Regions from separate parts of the Mus musculus genome. Here all the other regions are linked to region 4. The links are chromatin contacts, called in public Hi-C, promoter capture Hi-C and targeted proximity ligation maps. All regions are on one chromosome and are shown on one strand. The core of a region is the stretch at or near the end of the contact, and the rest is flanking DNA. Distances in the headings are between cores, read along the strand shown. Region 1 holds the start of Sac3d1 (SAC3 domain containing 1). Region 2 holds the start of Map4k2 (mitogen-activated protein kinase kinase kinase kinase 2). Region 3 holds the start of Arl2 (ADP-ribosylation factor-like 2). Region 4 holds the start of Dpp3 (dipeptidylpeptidase 3). Region 5 holds the start of Batf2 (basic leucine zipper transcription factor, ATF-like 2). Region 6 holds the start of Ehd1 (EH-domain containing 1).

Region 1 (2,700 bases), core at 131-2,630, 1.2 Mb after region 4:
TTTCTGGGTTCTGGGTTCGAGGCAAGCCTAGTCTACAAAGTGAGTTCCAGGACTGCCAGGGCTACACAGAGAAACCCTGTCTGGAAAAAAGAAAAAAAAGAAAAAACAAAGAGTCACTGTGTGCATGTATGATACAAATATATTGTCTCCACATATAAAATCATCAAAGAATCTGCCTGCCTCTGCCTCCAAAGTGTTCCCATACAAGGCGCCTGTTACCACGCCCACTGGACTTTCCTATAATTAAATCACCCATAGAAGGGAATCTTTTAGCACCTCCTGTTAGATATGTTTATGGGCCAGCCCACGGAGCAGTTCTTATAAGTTTGGAAAGCGCTTTCTAGGTCAACTCTCTCAGTACTATCCTACCTCCTTCCACCTCTACTATGTAGAAAACAGCCAATTTGAGAATGTCAGACCTGAGGTCCCACGTCGGGACTTTTACCAACTGACTTTCCCAAGAAGAAGCTATTGCTGGGGGATGGAAGTTACAGTACTCCCAAGCTATAGTTCGCCGTTGCTGCTACAATTGCGTCTTCCCCACCCCAGGCTCCTCGGGTCCCCGCACTTAGTTCTCTGGGATCGACTCACCCAAGTTGTAGAGCAGAAAGAGGCCCTGAAAAGCAGCCTGGCGGGGGTAGGGGCCTTTGCCCCGCGCGTAGCAGCGCCGCAGCGAACCGAAGCCTTCCTGCACCTGAGTCTGAAGCAGCACCGGGTCCGCGGCTCCGCGCGTCTCTTCTGGCCGCACCCGCGCCACCACGGCCAGCAGCGTGGCCAGCGCAGCCTCCAGCACTGTCGCTGCGTCCGCGTCGTCCACGCCCTGCAGCGACAGATCTAGCCGCACTGCGCGCAGGCGGTCGGCCACAAAGCTCGCCACCTCCGCGCACGACACGTCGCCGCGGCCAGCCACCTCACCGGCCAGATAACGCACGGTGGCTAAGAGCACTGGCGGCGGCCGCAGCAGGCTTGGCGGGGGCCGGGGTTTGCCCGCTGCCGGCCGGCTGTACTCCTTCACTGTGCGCTTGGGGTCGGCTCGGGGAGCGTTCCCACGGCCGCCTGGCTCCACCTCCAGTCGGTGCAGGCGGCGCTCGCGCTCGCGTCGGGCGCGCTCGGCGGCCGGGCACATGTCTGGGCACAGGCCCATGGGTAGTTTGCAGCCGGACATGGTAGGGGTGTGGGTAGAGGACGCACACTCAGCATCGCCGGGCCAGCGGAAGCGCGGCACTGCATCCTGCCGTGGGCTCGAGGGACAGACTCGAGCCCCAGTCTGGCCAAACGCAGCCTGCCGCGGCTTTCTCGATTTGCCGCTCCCGCGGCCTTTAGAAACGCCTCCCATAATCCATCGCGCCTGGCTTCGGTTTTCCCCCTTAAATCGTCCCATGATGCATCGGTTTGTAGTCCCGCGACGCAGGCCACACCTCCCCAGGGCTGGGATTTGTTGGTTTAGCTTTTTGTTCTTAGGGCTCTCGAAGTAGCAAGTCCTGCTTTACGTACGTGTCTATTATTTCTTTAACACACTCAGCTAGTGCTGCGTGCCTGTCATTCTTCATTGTTTCCCTATGCGTTTTGTTTTAACTGTGTACCTTTGCATGGTCTGGAAGTCACTATATAGACCAGGCTGACTCAGTAGAGATCCGCCTGTCTCTTTGCCTTCCAATTCCCGGATTAAAGGCGCGGCCACTCATTCATAGTTATTATTAGCATTCTGTCTAAGCTTCACTTCACAGTTAGCTGACAACAACCAGGTAGGCTCCACCCAACAGCTACCTGGCAACAGTCAGGTAGGCCTGACCCATTATAAAAGGGGCTGCTTGCCCCCTCCTCTCTCTTGCCTTCTTGCTCCTGCTCTAGTCCCTTGCCCCTCCCCCTCCCTGTGCTCATGGCCAGCTTCTAATTCTCTACTCCTCTACTTCTCTCTCCCCCCCTCCTCTCTCTGCCTTTCTCTGCCTCTAGTACCCTCTTAACTCCCCTTCCCATGTCCTGAATAAATTCTACTATTACCATCGCTTGGCTGGTCCCTCAGGGGGATAGGATGCCTTGGCAAGGGCCAGCTGAAGCACCTCAATGGAACATATTCCTCCTCTCTTTATCTTCTTATAAACATAATGGGTATGATGTGCCAGACACCGCTTATTCAACTCTGTTGGTACAATGTAAACTCAACCACAGACAATAATAAGCAAATGGACCTGGTTGTGTTCAGGCATGTGTTTTACTCACACGTATTTAAATTTTATGAGATTTTCACTAGTCAAAGAATCTTTTTTCTTCCAACCATAAAAAAAAAGAAAGAAAGAGAAGAAGAGAAAAGGAAAGGAAAGGAAAGAAAGAGAAAGGAAGGAAGGCTCTCAAGGGCCTTACAAAAAAGGCAGTGGGCCAGGTCTGGCTACAGACTCTGGTCTAGATGGGTGAACTGACAGGTTAGGGGCCCAGATGCCACTCACATAGAACAGATAGGCAGGATCAGAAGTTCAAGTCTAATTCCAAGGAGGCAGGCAGGTCAGAGCTGAGAAGTCTTTGCTTTTCTTATACTTGATCCAGTTAATACAGATATGGCCCCTGGTAGTCATACGAGCAGGAAGCACGGCCAGGTCCCAAAGAGAGCAGTGGGGGTGGCTGGCAGTGCTGGAGCTGACATCCCAGGAAGGGTCCACCCCTTAGGGCAAGTGTGTGTGAAGCATCTCTGCCCGCTTCAGGTAC
Region 2 (2,700 bases), core at 114-2,613, 1.4 Mb after region 4:
CAAGCCTGAGGAGCCACCACCACCCAAGAAGCCTGCATTGGACAAGGGCCCGGGCTCAGGACAAAGTGCAGGGTCGGGACCACCTAGGAAAACGTCAGGGACTGTCCCAGGTACTACCCGCGGTGGCCAGGAAGTCGGCAATGCTGCTCAGGCTCCAGCACCTGCAGCATCGCCACCCCCAGAGGGCCCAGTGCTCACTTTCCAGAGTGAGAAGATGAAAGGCATGAAGGAGCTACTGGTGGCCACCAAGATCAACTCGAGCGCCATCAAGCTGCAACTCACGGCACAGTCGCAAGTGCAGATGAAGAAACAGAAAGTGTCCACACCCAGCGACTACACACTCTCTTTCCTAAAGCGGCAGCGCAAGGGCCTCTGAACTCTGATTCTGTGGCAAGGCCCCAGGCCTGCCCTCACTCCCAGCAGGCTTCACCCTCATCCTCTAATTCAAGCCTAGACTCCGCCCTCAGTCCTAGGGGACCCAGAGCTGTCCTGCAGTGACTAGGAGCCTTCATTTAGCCCCTCTTCAGGCCCCAGAGCCCTGGCTCAGTTCTTAGAATGTAGGTGTCATCCCCACCAGCCGGCCAATTGGAACCTCATTGTAGGTCCAATCCCCCGAAATTCAGTGGACCATGACAGGAGCCCAAGTCACGCCTGAACAGTAGGGCATTCCTCCCACTTGGGGGCTAGATTGACCTTAGCCCCAGAGCACAGTTGCTACCTGGAAACCAAGGACCATTCAGTCCCTAGGGGTAGATTTCCGCACTTTATATAGAGTTCCATCCTTTGGGAATCCAAATCCCTTACCCCAAAGAACTTACATATTGCTGCCCGAATTTGGAAATCTTCCTCGTCTCCCTAGCCCCTGAGTACAGGACATGAAGCTCCGACTCTTATCTGTGAATACTGAGCCTCGCCCCCTTCCTGACCAAACTGGCGCAAGAACAGAGCAGGACCTCTTCCAGCCCTCTGGGAACCTCCCTGAGGTCCCAGGAGGAAATCTGCACGGGGTGGGGGAGGGCCAGCCTCTTCCTGTTTTGTACATAGATTTATTTTTCAGTTCCAAGAAAGATAAATGCATTTTGTTAAGAAAAAAGAGAGATGTATGTATGTGTTTCATCTGAGAAATCGGGGATGGGGCGGGAGTGGATATCTGCTTTTGCTGTTTTAGGATTTTGAACTTTATGCTCTGCACCTGTAGCGCGGCGAGAATTGGGAGGGGTACCTAAGCTCCGCCCCTGCTTCTGGGACTTCCCCGCGCAACCAGGGCGCCTCCTCTCGGCCAGGCGGGCGGCGGGGCAGCCCCGGGCTGGCCCCGCCCCGGGCTGGCCCCGCCCCTACGGCCTCCGAGTCTCGGCGCTGCCCCTGCCTGCCCGCTCGCTTCGCCCCGCCCCACCCCGCGCCGCTCCGCGCCGGCTCCGCAGCTTGCGCCCGCCGGCGGGTCCGGCGCCGGGCCATGGCGCTGTTGCGGGACGTGTCGCTGCAGGATCCGCGGGACCGCTTCGAGCTGCTACAGCGTGTGGGGGCCGGGACCTATGGCGACGTTTACAAGGTGCGCTGAGCGGGGCTGCGGGACGGGCGGGAGCGCAGGAGGAGGGTGCATCTTCACGTCCCGCCGCGGGAACCCCGGCCCCGCCCCCTCCTCACCCCGCTTCTCGCCCCTAGGCCCGTGACACCGTCACGTCCGAACTGGCCGCGGTGAAGATCGTCAAGCTAGACCCAGGTGTGGGCCCGGGTGGGGCCTCTGTGCTCCTGGGAGGCGGGCGGGTGAGCTGGCGGGGGCAGAGAGTTAACATTTTCTAGACCCCCCCGTGAAGCCGACCCCAGGAGAAACTAAGGTTTGGCACCTGCTCGGCAAGGAGAGAAATACTCTATGCTCATTTTGCACATAGGGACAGAGTCTAGGCTATTCGTTCCCCCCCCCCCCCCATAATGCCTTGTGCTCCCCAGGGGACGACATCAGCTCTCTTCAGCAGGAAATCACCATCCTTCGTGAATGCCGCCACCCCAATGTCGTGGCCTACATCGGCAGCTACCTCAGGTGAGGTTGTTTATCCTCTTACCCTCTTGTGCCTTGCATTGTGCCACCCCAGCTCTCTGTCTCCCCAGGAATGACCGATTGTGGATCTGTATGGAGTTCTGTGGAGGAGGGTCACTGCAGGAGATTTACCACGGTGAGATCCAGACTCCATGGACATGGCCTTTCCCGATCCCAACATAGGGGTAGGAAGGCATCCTTCTGGCTGCACTTGGACTCCTCTTAGCTTCTGACTGGCTGTGTGACCTTGAGAGAAATACTATCCTCCTCTGGGCTCAGTTTCCCAGCCTGAGTCTGGAAGAAATTTGGCTAACATCACTTTGCTGTAGTGGTGCCTGCTGCTCCCCACTCTGCAGGGTGGGTAGGGAGGGTCAGCATATCCCTCAGGCTCTTTCTCTTCAGCCCCCATTCTGTATGTTTCAGCCACTGGGCCCCTGGAAGAACGGCAGATTGCCTATGTTTGCCGGGAGGCACTGAAGGTATGGGGCTCATAGGCAGCACCCATTTTGGAATCCTCAGGAGTGTGGGCCCAACACATCTGGCCAGTGGGAGATTGGGACCTTGGGATGGGCTGACTCAGGGGGTGGAGGTCCTAGCAGGAGGGGGCCCCCCAGTTCTGTTGCCGGAAGCAGCCTATTTCCCTCTTGGCTCATTCACTTCCTGCT
Region 3 (2,700 bases), core at 172-2,671, 1.2 Mb after region 4:
CTGGCCGGGTGGCCCAGCTTCTGCTCTGCTCCGGGCGCTGCTGCTCTTTCCTTGGCCCTCTCCCAGACCCCATCCTGTTACCCTCATCTGACTTCACACAAGCGTCTACACCTGGGTCTCAGCACTCCCCAGCTGGGCCATCCCATGATCGTTTCTAGGCTGATGGCTGCTACCTACCTGCCCAACAGTCAGGGTTGGTGTCTTCCCAGGGACATGCGTCTCTCATCTCAGCAAGTGGCTCCTTGTCCTTCTGAACACTCTGGCCAGAGACCAGTTCATGCTTGGCTACATCTCCCTCATTGTCTTCTCCCATTCAGCAGCAAGTCATAATACTCTCCTACTACCACCATGGTCTAAGCCACCATCCTGTGCTCCCTTCATAGTCCAGCTGCCTAAATGGCCCCAGCCCATGGGCTCTCCCTCTCTCCAGCTCTTTCCTTCTCAACCTTTCTTGAACATGCCTGTCTTATCCTCCTCCAGGGCCTTCGCACTTGCAGGTCCTCTGCTTACGTTTTCCCAGCTCTCTCTACCTCCTTGTGGACTCTATTCTTCTCATCCTACACTACATATCTTACTTGCTTTATCAATTTTTTCTCCCCTTTCATCACAGAATATCTGAAATGAAGCCTTTTTCGCTTCCCTGTTTTACCGAATTCCCTAACATAGGTGCTTGGAGGTCATCTAATGAGTGTCTTTCTCAGAATTGTCTAAAACACGCACGAGTGGTAAAGTTCTACGTGCACATTAAATTTCCTTTTCTCCCTCTGCTACTTTGTGGATCGCAGATGCCTAGGTGGCCCGGCACAGTGCAAGACGGGTGATGCAGGTGCCAGTTAATGCGGTGAAAGGTCGCTGGTGGCCTTAAGTGACAGCGGGACCTGTGGCCAACCGAGTCCACGCCTACTCGCAGGAGCCTAGGCGGTCCTCGAGACCCTGGGATTCCGACCCTAAGGGAAGCGCCAAGGCCTACACCCGTAGATGAAGGGGAGGGGGTCAGCGCCAGGGAGGAGCAGGGCCCACGCTCGGGCCAGCCCGAGGCAGCGTGACGTCCGAGTCACCACCACTGCGTCGCGCCTCGCAGTGATACTGGAGTCCCAAGTCTAGGCCGGGCCTTGAGACCACCGGGCTGCCTTCTGCACGCCAACCCCCACCCCGCAGAGTGGTACGGCCCTCCCCGGCCCCGCGCCGAGCAGTGGTAGCGCCGCGTGCGTGACGCACCACCGGCAATAGGTACCCACGGCGGCCGCGCCCCCCCACGCCCGGCTCCGCCCACCCGGCGGGCCCCGCTACCCTCGCGACCGCTCTAGCGCTCGGAGGATACAGCATGAGCAGCCGCAGCTCTCGCTCTTTCTGCTTCATCTTCTTCAGAATGGTCAGAAGCCCCATGATCCCGTAGCCCCCTCCCGGCCGCCGTTTCTTCTAGTCCCGGGACCCCGCTCCCGTCTCCTATTGGCCAGCCTGGCGCTTGTGGCCGCCCTCGTTGTCACGTGACCACAGGAGTGCAGGGCGTCGCCCCCTAGAGGCGCTGCGGCGACTTTGAAGCCTGCTGCGTTAACCCTTGTCGGGAAGGCAGAGGGTTGGTGGGGACAAGGGAGAAGTCCCTAAGCCTTCCGACTCCGAGGCCTCGGTCGGATGCCAGACAGAGGCTGACTTTCTCGAGCAGTATCTCGTCTGGGTAGGGAGTAGCCGCGAAGAGATTCTGAGCTAGGAGTCGGAATCTGGTTCCACAAAGAGCTGACGAATCATCCGGGGACTGTAATACGGTTCCCACCAGTGCATCTTGTGACTTCCATTCATTTACCAGTGACGGAAAACCGTTGGTCCTGGTCCGGGACTCTGTCGGAAATGGCTCTGTGCGTTCACTTGAGGATGATGACTCCCCCTAGGGGCCATTTCTAAATGTGCGGACAGTATGGCCTCCTTGGGTTGTTTAGAGTTCCAAGCTCCCCGCAATGCAGGGACCAGACCCGCACAAAGGATTGAGTGCTATCTAGGACCCTATCAGGTTGAGACGCTCTATCCCAACTGTTAGGATAAAACTGGCAGGGCAGAGCCTGTCTCAAAAAACAACGATAAAAAACCTGAAGCCCACCTGGTGCTTAGCCTCATGGCTGCTGGCATGTACTAGCTGTACAATCAGATTATCTTCAGTAAATGACTTTGACAAGAGTTCTTTAAAAAAAATTTTTTTTTCTTTGCTGGTTGTGTTGGCACATATCTTTAATTCCAATGCCTGGGTGGCATAGACAAGTGGATCTCTGTGAGTTTGAGGGCAGCCTGGTCTGTATATATATTGAGGACAGAAAGGGCTACACATCTGAGACCCTGTCTCAAAACAATCATCATTGTTGTGTGTAAACTCTGTATGTGTGTGTGTGTGTGTGTGTGTGTGCGCGCGCGCGTGTCTGCACATACCACTGGAGATCAGAGGACAACTTTGTGGAGCTGATTCTCACACTTTTTTTTTAAGATTAATTTATATGTAAGTACACTGTAGCTGTCTTCAGACCCCTTAGAAGAGGGCATCAGATCTCATTATAGGTTGTTGTGAGCCACCGGTGTGGTTGCTGAGATTTGAACTCAGGTTAAGAGCAGTCAGTGCTCTTAACCGCTGAGCCATCTCTCCAGCCCCGATTGTCGCACTTTTATGTGGGTTCCAGGCAGGGAATTTAGCATCAGACTTTCTCAGCAAGTTTTTTT
Region 4 (2,700 bases), core at 20-2,519:
CAATGTCATTGGGCAGGATGTACTGGGTATCTGCCATGAGCCCTGCAAGAACACATCACAGTCATCTCAGAGAGCGCAGCATCTTCGCGGCTGCTCTGAAAGCTCATGAGCTAACTAACTTCTTCCATCCAGAAGTCCAGGAGGGAGTAATCCAGTCGCATCCATTCACCTGAAATGCTGGGATTCAAAGACTCAAATACTTGCGGGCCAGCTTTGGCCTGTGGCCTCTCAGACTTAAAATCTGAATCCAATCACTTCATATTACAGATGAGGACACTAAGGCCCAGGATGCCAAGTGTACGAAGGAAGAACCGGCAGAACACAGCCTCATTACTAGACTCCCAGCCCCAGCCACTCCCTGCCTCATCTCCACCTTCTCAGATGTCCTAGTCTCTGTTCAGAATTTCCCAACACCTCTAGCTCATCACAACTGCTGACAAAGGCTTCATGCTGGATATCCACCCCACCGTCCCAACCCCGCTCCACCAAAAGGTCTAAAACCCAGGGCAGCCGCTTCACCTCCCTGCACTGCTCTTTGCTCCTCTGCAACACTGACTGTGAGTATGACACCAAGCTCAACAGCTGGGTATGAAATCCAGGACAGGGATGTGACCCAGTTGGTAGAGTTTGTCTAACCAACAACCAGGCCCAGGGTCAGATTCCAAGGTCAGTCTGGGGTACATAAAACCTTGTCAAAAAATAAATCAAAAACAGCAATGATATTTTGTCCCAGCTTTTCCCTCCTAGCATCTGCCCCAGTCTCATGTCTTTCTTCAGCCCTTCACTATCCTGTTTTCTTCTGTTGCTCTGTTGGGAAGCCATATAAGGGCACAACCCATTTTCCAGATAGGAACCATATGACATTTGGAAAGCAAGCAACTTATCCAAAGCTTTTCAGCTCAGTTGGGACCCAAGGAATTCCGAACCCACCACATTCTCCACGCTCCGCCCCTGGCTAAGGACACGTTTCCACCCTCTGTACTCCTTATTTGCGCGGCTCCGCCCCATCTACCCCTTCGCTCGGAAAGAGGTGTTAACTCTTTACTGCCTGGAAATTCTCCTTGCCCAAAAGCTGGGAGAGATTTGGAAGAGGCACTGAAGGGTGGACAGAAAGGGGATGATCTTGCATGCACAGCCAGGCCTCGCTCTGATCTCCTGAAGATGACACACCGTGACCCCAAAACCAAGGCGCTGTACCTCACCTGCTGCAGCTGCTCCGTTCGCAAACTCACTTCCTGCTTCCGGCTCCCCGCCCCATTCATTGGGACACAAGCCCCGCCCCTACCGACCCGTAGTCGCCCCAGGGATCAGACGGACAGCAGCTACAGCCAGTAGAAGAACCGAAGACAGTTCCTCCCCTCATCTTCTCCCCGCCCCCAAGCGCTACGGGTGGTGCCTGCCTTGCAAGGACCGCGAGGCCTTGGCCTTTTGTCTGCTGGCCCTCACTGCACAGAGGCGTGGCGTAGGGCGATGTTTGGTGAAAAAGTTTGAGTTTCTCAGTACCCCGCGTGGCTGCTGTCGGGTACCGACAGAGGGGACTGACAAGGTCCCCAAACGTGAGAGTTCCTATACATCGGGAGCCTCCACACATGTAGCTGGGAGCCTGCTCTCTTTGGGGTTTCACCTCCAGTGTCCCTACCCTGGATTTGGCAGTTAGGAACCTCCACTTAGAGAAGACTATAATAATGTGGACCCCCTCCTCCCTGGATTTAGGATTTGGAGATGCTATTTGGAGACTACGAAGCTCTTACAAAGAGTGTATGTAGGCTGTGCGAATAGTAGTCCCATCCACCAGTAGTCCCAGGGGTGCAGAAAAATGCTACAGGTGCTCCACTGGGTCGCCATGGAAGCCATCCTTAAAACATTGGGAACCCCAGTTTCCTCAACGCACTTGAAGTCGAGGCCAGCTAGTAGCTGGCACTTTCTTAGTGTGACCACTTGCCAGCTAGAATAGAAAAGCGGTCTCCAGTGACATTGACTGGAGGGCAGCCCAGGATGCAGACAAGCATGTTGTTTACTCTTGGTAGTCAGGGAGGAGTCTTTCTGGGTGACCCATGGCTCTTGCAAGTACTTGCTGACCAGATGTGGTAAGCACTGCAAAGAGCTGGGGCCTGACTTAGGCTGTCTAGGGTTCAATCAGATGTCTGTCTCCTACCAGCTGTGTGACTTTAGATAGCTCACTTCTCTTACTCTGGAACACTGTCAGCTTTACTTCAGGACTAAGTCTACCCAAGGGATGGGCAGCCATCAAGAGGTAGTGCTGTCCCCTAGAGTTGTGTAGGAGGTAGTGTTTCGGGACTGAAATCCAACACACCTTCCTTACCTTGCCTATTTAGAGGGGCCAGAGCAACCATGTGCTTAAGGCCAGCCTTGTCACCACAGCGCTAGTAGCTCTTGGTTCTGATTGGTGAGTGTCATTATAAGGGGGAATTCTGTAAAAATGTGTCCCGAGGAAAGTCCTCTTCTTTCCTTTTGCCTGTTCTCATTGTTTCTAGACGAGGTATAAAGTTGTCTGACTGAGACCCAGTTGAAATGTAAGTGTAACCAGATAGGAAAATAAGGGCTATCCATAGCCACCAAGGGCAAATTCAGGCAAGTGAAGGATCCCAGGGCCCAAGACCCCCAACCAAGCTGCATGGTGTCGTGTTATAACCGCAGTCAACAGGAGTGCATGTTAAATGAAGTCCTTTACCAGCGGCT
Region 5 (2,700 bases), core at 44-2,543, 1.2 Mb after region 4:
ACGACATGGCAGACACTACTAATCAATTGCAGTCTTTTTATTTTTATTTACTTTACTTATTTATTAAGAGACACCGTCTCTTCTAACCCAGGCTAGACCCCAATTCTGTGTAGCCATAAACTGCCTTGTCCTTCTGGTCCTCTTGCCTCCATTTCCCAAGGATTATAGGCATCTGCCACTGTGCCCAGATTTAGCACTTTTTGTTTTTTAAATATAAACTTGGACATAAAGATTCCTTTAAAAGTTTTATTTTGTGGGCTTGAGAGATGACTCAGCGATTAAGAGCACTGGCTATTCTTCCAGAAGATCCAGGTTCAGTTTCTAGCGCCTACATTTTTGCTTATAAATATCTGAAACTCTAGTTCCAGGGGCTCCAGTGCCCTCTTTTGGCCTCTGAGGACACGGGGCATATATGTAGGGCAGAGACATACATGCAAGCAAAACACTGGTATGCATAAATTAAATTTAAAAAGTTTAAATTCTTCATCATCAGTGGGACAGGGTCTCATCATTTAGCCCTGGTTGTCCTGTAACTTACTCTGTAGACCAGGCTGGCCTTTAACTCAGATACCTGCTGGGCTCTGCCTCTGAGTCCTGAGATTTGGAGGTTCGTGCAGTCACGAGCACTATCACGCCAGCTCTGATTGTTGATTTTTTGCATGAGTCCAACATCGGTCTCAGAGAGTTTGGAGTGGTCGTGTTGTCACAGTTCTTTTGTTATGCCTGGGAACTTTTATATTTTGAGAATTTTTAGTTCTTACTATGTAGCCCAGGTTGGCTTCAAACTCATGAATGATTCTCCTGCCTCTGCTTCTCCAGTGCAAGTACCACACCAGGCACACCCAGCCGCAGGCCTGGAAATTTGCTCCACCCTACCCATACCCTTCATAGATAAGGAAACCAAAGTTCAGAGAAGGTGAATCACCTTCTCAAAGCTGCACAGCTCCAGTGTGGACTGTGAACCTGGACTTTCTCAGAGACTATGGGGGCTCCTTCACGCACCCCACCCCAACCCCGCTTTTCCTCTAGGTTCTGTCCCTGGCATCCTGCCAGCCCTCTCCAGGATACGGTCTTGTTAACTGCTCCCATCTACCCTCCACCATCCTTCTTCTAGAGAAGGGGCCTAACCGGAAGGCTGCTCTTGTTAGGAAGTTCCACCCACGTGAGTGAGCGTGAGCGAGCAAGAGCCAGGGATTCTGGGCAGCCCATGGTTTTAGGAGAAACTGAAACTGGGTGTGCTAGGGGCGGAGTGGCCACTGGGGATTTAAAGAGCCACCACTTCCTTGGGCCTCCATAGGTCACTGGGAGGGGACAGCTGCTGAGGGGACATCCAGGACCAGACTGAACCTCTTTTCCCCTTGCCTAAGCCATGCAACTCTGTGGGAGTAGCGAGCTGCTGACTGAGACAGTGAGTACAGGGGACTAGGAAAGAAACGCTATGGAGAGAGACAAGGAAGGCTGCAGTAAGGTCACCATGATCTGTGTGACCTGGGAACTGGGCTGCACACTCCCATCTCACGGTTTAGTTCCTCCTGGGCACTGGAATGACTTCCTGGCGCTCACACTGCAGACCAGTCTCCAGCTTTGAACTTGGACCCTGCATGCGTGCGTACTGCTTCCTCGCAATCCATTTGCTCTCACCTTGCAGCGTTTCCCAGATCCTTCCCTTCTCTCTCTAGTCTCCCAAATCACAGCTGCCTTCTTTCCTCGCTGACTCTGTCTTTCTCCAGCCTCTATTCTGGTCTGAAGTTTGCCCTGAGGAGGATATAGCCACAATCCAAGGGACATGCAGAGTCCTCAGCCAGAGTGGCTGGAGTCTTGCCTGAGGTGGAGTGACAGAGACAGGGTCCCGCTCTAGGCATTTGACTTCAAGTTCCATTTAAGTTTTGTGGTCCCCGGGGTTGGAGGGCTCAGAGCTCTCAGGAGCAGTCCTCTCTGCCCAATGGAATCTCCATCAGTTCTAGGCAGCCGCCCCACTGCCCTGTGAGTGAGCATGGAGTCTTGTAGATCTCTTCTGTGCCAGGTAGGTGACATTCCTGCTTTGAGGAAAGATCTCGTGTATCCCAGGCTGGCTTCAAACTCACTATGTAGCCAAGTCTGGCCTGAACTAATCCTTCCATTACATCTTGCCATTTTGCCTAATTTTATTTGTTTGTTTTGTCTCCTCTTCCTACTCCTCCTTTTTCTTCTTCTTTTTCCCACTTCTGTGCCCTTCTAGTTTTGTGCCTGGTGCATAGTAGATGTTTAATAAATGTTTGTTGAAGGGATGGGGAGATAGCATAGTCAGTGAAGTACTTGTCTCGGAAGCCTAAAGACCTGAGCTTGGTCCCTAGCATCCATAAAGCACCTGGTTAGGTGGCAAGCACCTGTAAGCCCAGCCCTGGGAGAGGGGCGCTTGCTGACCAGGCAGCCCAGTCTTACTGGTGAGTCCCAGACCAGTGAGAGACTATATCTCACAAACAAACAACAAACAAACAAACAAACTAGGTGGGGGCCAGTTAGGAATGCTCACTGCTCTTGGAGAGGACCCGAGATTGGTTCCCAACACCTTCACGGGGCAGCTCACAACCAAATCACCTGTAACTCCAGCTCCAGGGGACTTAACACCTGCTTCTGGTTTCCAAGGGTACAGACACTCACATGCATACACAGGTCACCACATATACACACAACTTAAATTAAAAGAAGGCAGATGGCTTC
Region 6 (2,700 bases), core at 31-2,530, 1.3 Mb after region 4:
GCTTCTACCACTAAGCTATGAATTTAGCCTCATCGATAAATATTTTGTCTTTTTTTTTTTTTCTTTTAAGACAGCGTCTGTTGTCGAGGCTGGCCTCAAATCGATGGGTTCAAGTGATCCTCCAACCTTTCCAAACAGTTGAGACCACAACTGTGTGCTAAACAACTCCTCCGGTGCCTTTTAGACTTCTCCAATGGCCCTTAGATCCTCCTGCCACTTGGGTGACCTGATATTAGTTACCTAACAATCATAGTCCCCAAATCTCTGACATCACCCACTAGACACCAGCAGACACAGCCAAGGGGGCTTAGGTGTGGCCAGGTATGATGGTGGGGAACAGCTACCAACTGGAAACAGGTTGGGACTCAGAACGGAACAAGAGATGGTACTGGTGGTGTCCCTGACAGGAAAGCGGAAATTTTGGGGCTTTTAATTTCCCCTAAGTTCCCACAACATTTCATTGTTGCTCAACACTGCCCCTCTTCCTTACAAAGGGTATTTCCGATTTCACTTCCTCCAAACTCATCTAGCCAGAAAGCTGCAACTTTTTACCCCATTCCGCAGCTGGCACCGCCTTGGTGAAAACTCCCCGCTAGGTCACGTCAATTGTTTCCATTGCCGTGTCCCTCTCCCATCAGTCTGAGTGGAGTCCCAGCGCACTCTTCCTCCTTCCTTACCGATATTCCTCTTCCCGGTGTCCTGTACTCCCTCGGCTTTCCCTATTCCCGCTGTCCTGTCCCTCTCCAGAGTCGCTAAAAGACCAAAGGGTGAGGCTCCCGATGCTTTTGGGAGTTCCTAGCCAGCGGAAACACTGCAGTTGGGGAGCGCAGCTGAAGTACTTGGGGGTGTCCGGAAGCCCACACGTGCTAGATGGTGCTCAGACTTAGTACATCTCGACGCCAGACTCTGGCACCCGCGACCGCCACACTTCCACGAGCCATCCCTCGAGGGGCGGAGCAAAACAGGTGCGGTTGCCAAGGCACCGCAGCCACGAGCTCGCGATATTTGAAATCAGCTAATGGGAAGCAGAAGAGGACGTGGCACGCGAATGGGGCGGGGCCTGGAGGGCTCTTCCCCCGCCTCCTCTCGGGCCAGCCTCGAGGCGGCGGCCAGCGTGCGGGAACGCCGGGCTCCGGCTTATTATAAAGGGGCGGCTCGACGAGGTTCGCGCGACCCTCGGCAGAGGGCGCTGTCGTGGTCCTCACGCCGGCCCTCGAGCCTGCGCCTGCGCGGTGCGGGCAGCGCCCCGCCCCCTGCCCCTCTGCCCTCCGCCGGCCGGCCGGCCCCTCCTCGGCCGCGCGCCCCAGTCCCGCTCAGCCACCGCTCCGTCCTGTAGCAGCCAGCCCCGTCTCCGGCATCATGTTCAGCTGGGTGAGCAAGGATGCCCGCCGCAAGAAGGAGCCGGAGCTCTTCCAGACGGTGGCCGAGGGGCTGCGGCAGCTGTACGCGCAGAAGCTGCTGCCGCTGGAGGAGCACTATCGCTTCCACGAGTTCCACTCGCCCGCGCTGGAGGACGCTGACTTCGACAACAAGCCGATGGTGCTCCTGGTCGGCCAGTACAGCACCGGCAAGACCACCTTCATCCGCCACCTGATCGAGCAGGACTTCCCGGGGATGCGCATCGGGCCGGAGCCCACCACCGACTCCTTCATCGCGGTCATGCACGGCCCCACCGAGGGCGTGGTGCCCGGCAACGCGCTCGTCGTGGACCCGCGGCGCCCCTTCCGCAAGCTCAACGCCTTCGGCAACGCCTTCCTCAACAGGTACCCACCCCTTGCCCCCCAGCGCGAGGATACCAAAGGCCTCCGGAGCCATTGCCCCCAGCCGGCCTTTGTCTCCGAGAGCCCCCGCCAGACCCTAGGCGACCACTCCCAGGGACACCGGCTTTGCTGCGTCCCACTAACTACCCGAGAGAAGTTAGAGACTAGGCATCGTCCACTCTTCTGGCTTCTGTCATTCCCAGAACCTTCCAGGTTTTCAGTTTAACTCTCACATCCTCCTGCAGACCCCAGACCTACTTCCCACAGAGCGGGGGGCTGCTGTGAGAAGATGAACCATTGCTGTCCCCCCTTTCTTGTTCCTCATTCTGGAGGCACCCAGCTCATTCTCATGAATCCCCCTCCTCCTCTGGGGTCCGTTTTTAAAGTGTGTGTCCTGGGAAACCTCGAGACTTAGATGTTCCTTTTGCTAGTGTGTCACTCTCTGCGTCACATCTCCAGGGACCAGTGGTTTTGTGTAGGAAGGGCGCGGAGGCTATGCTTTGGTCTGCTGATTTGGGGGCAGCCCCCTTTGAAGGCAGGGGATGAAGGAGTCCCAACACCCCTCCTAAAAGCAGCACTTACGTGAATGCCAAACCAGCCAGGAGTACAGGAGACAACCCTGTCTCAAACACAACAAAACAAAAAAAGCTTAAGTCAGTGTTGCCTCAGGAGACTTCAGGGACTTCAGGGGGTGGTAACACTGTGGCTCCTGAAATGACCAGACCCATAGTCTAGGATAGATTGGATAGACTTCGTGTGTCTCCTGGAGTCTCAGCTTAACCAGTTCCCGGTGAGTTAGAGTCAGCCCCTCAGGATGCTATGAATGAATCACAGTGGCCTGCCTGAGGAGCTCTTAACACCCAGGATCTTTAAGGGCATTGGGGCATCCCAGACTCCTCCCACAGGAGGTATGACAGGACTCACAGACCCTGCCCTCTCT

Evidence for each region. Promoter capture Hi-C pulls out the DNA fragments that hold promoters and counts their contacts. Hi-C and Micro-C count contacts between places; a contact is called where the count stands out from the background.
Region 1: a contact with region 4 is called in a promoter capture Hi-C map of liver, with 2.6 times the contacts expected there. A contact is called at or near these places in 2 of 39 promoter capture datasets (cranial neural crest and liver) and 1 of 130 datasets of targeted methods (pancreatic cancer cells).
Region 2: a contact with region 4 is called in a Hi-C map of B cells, with 5 read pairs. A contact is called at or near these places in 2 of 39 promoter capture datasets (both in liver) and 1 of 484 Hi-C or Micro-C datasets (B cells).
Region 3: a contact with region 4 is called in a promoter capture Hi-C map of liver, with 4 times the contacts expected there. A contact is called at or near these places in 1 of 39 promoter capture datasets (liver) and 1 of 130 datasets of targeted methods (pancreatic cancer cells).
Region 5: a promoter capture Hi-C map of liver shows a contact between it and region 4, with 4 times the contacts expected there. A contact is called at or near these places in 1 of 39 promoter capture datasets (liver) and 1 of 9 other capture datasets (liver).
Region 6: a contact with region 4 is called in a targeted proximity ligation map of astrocytes, with 2.6 times the contacts expected there. A contact is called at or near these places in 1 of 39 promoter capture datasets (liver) and 1 of 130 datasets of targeted methods (astrocytes).

Annotation. Positions count from the first base shown.
Region 1 is chr19:6,117,206-6,119,905 of GRCm38.p6, forward strand. Sac3d1 (SAC3 domain containing 1) reads right to left here and starts at 1,381. Exons shown (of 2, transcript NM_133678.3): 1 at 592-1,381. The coding sequence starts at 1,381. Snx15 (sorting nexin 15) reads right to left here. Exons shown (of 8, transcript NM_026912.2): 8 at 2,194-2,700. The coding sequence ends at 2,658.
Region 2 is chr19:6,339,797-6,342,496 of GRCm38.p6, forward strand. It overlaps Map4k2 (mitogen-activated protein kinase kinase kinase kinase 2), which reads left to right and starts at 1,364. Exons shown (of 32, transcript NM_009006.3): 1 at 1,364-1,549; 2 at 1,663-1,720; 3 at 1,948-2,038; 4 at 2,107-2,171; 5 at 2,459-2,514. The coding sequence starts at 1,454. It overlaps Men1 (multiple endocrine neoplasia 1), which reads left to right. Exons shown (of 10, transcript NM_001168489.1): 10 at 1-1,098. The coding sequence ends at 376.
Region 3 is chr19:6,139,716-6,142,415 of GRCm38.p6, forward strand. Arl2 (ADP-ribosylation factor-like 2) reads right to left here and starts at 1,422. Exons shown (of 5, transcript NM_019722.3): 1 at 1,322-1,422. The coding sequence starts at 1,386. LOC115489019 (a long non-coding RNA gene) reads left to right here. Exons shown (of 3, transcript XR_003952891.1): 3 at 1-2,199.
Region 4 is chr19:4,927,018-4,929,717 of GRCm38.p6, forward strand. Dpp3 (dipeptidylpeptidase 3) reads right to left here and starts at 1,270. Exons shown (of 18, transcript NM_133803.2): 1 at 1,203-1,270; 2 at 1-42. The coding sequence starts at 37. It also overlaps a transcript of Peli3 not described here.
Region 5 is chr19:6,163,146-6,165,845 of GRCm38.p6, forward strand. It overlaps Batf2 (basic leucine zipper transcription factor, ATF-like 2), which reads left to right and starts at 1,294. Exons shown (of 3, transcript NM_028967.2): 1 at 1,294-1,408. The coding sequence starts at 1,370.
Region 6 is chr19:6,275,616-6,278,315 of GRCm38.p6, forward strand. It overlaps Ehd1 (EH-domain containing 1), which reads left to right and starts at 1,281. Exons shown (of 5, transcript NM_010119.5): 1 at 1,281-1,763. The coding sequence starts at 1,360. It overlaps Gm14963 (predicted gene 14963), which reads right to left and starts at 963. Exons shown (of 2, transcript NR_168273.1): 1 at 678-963.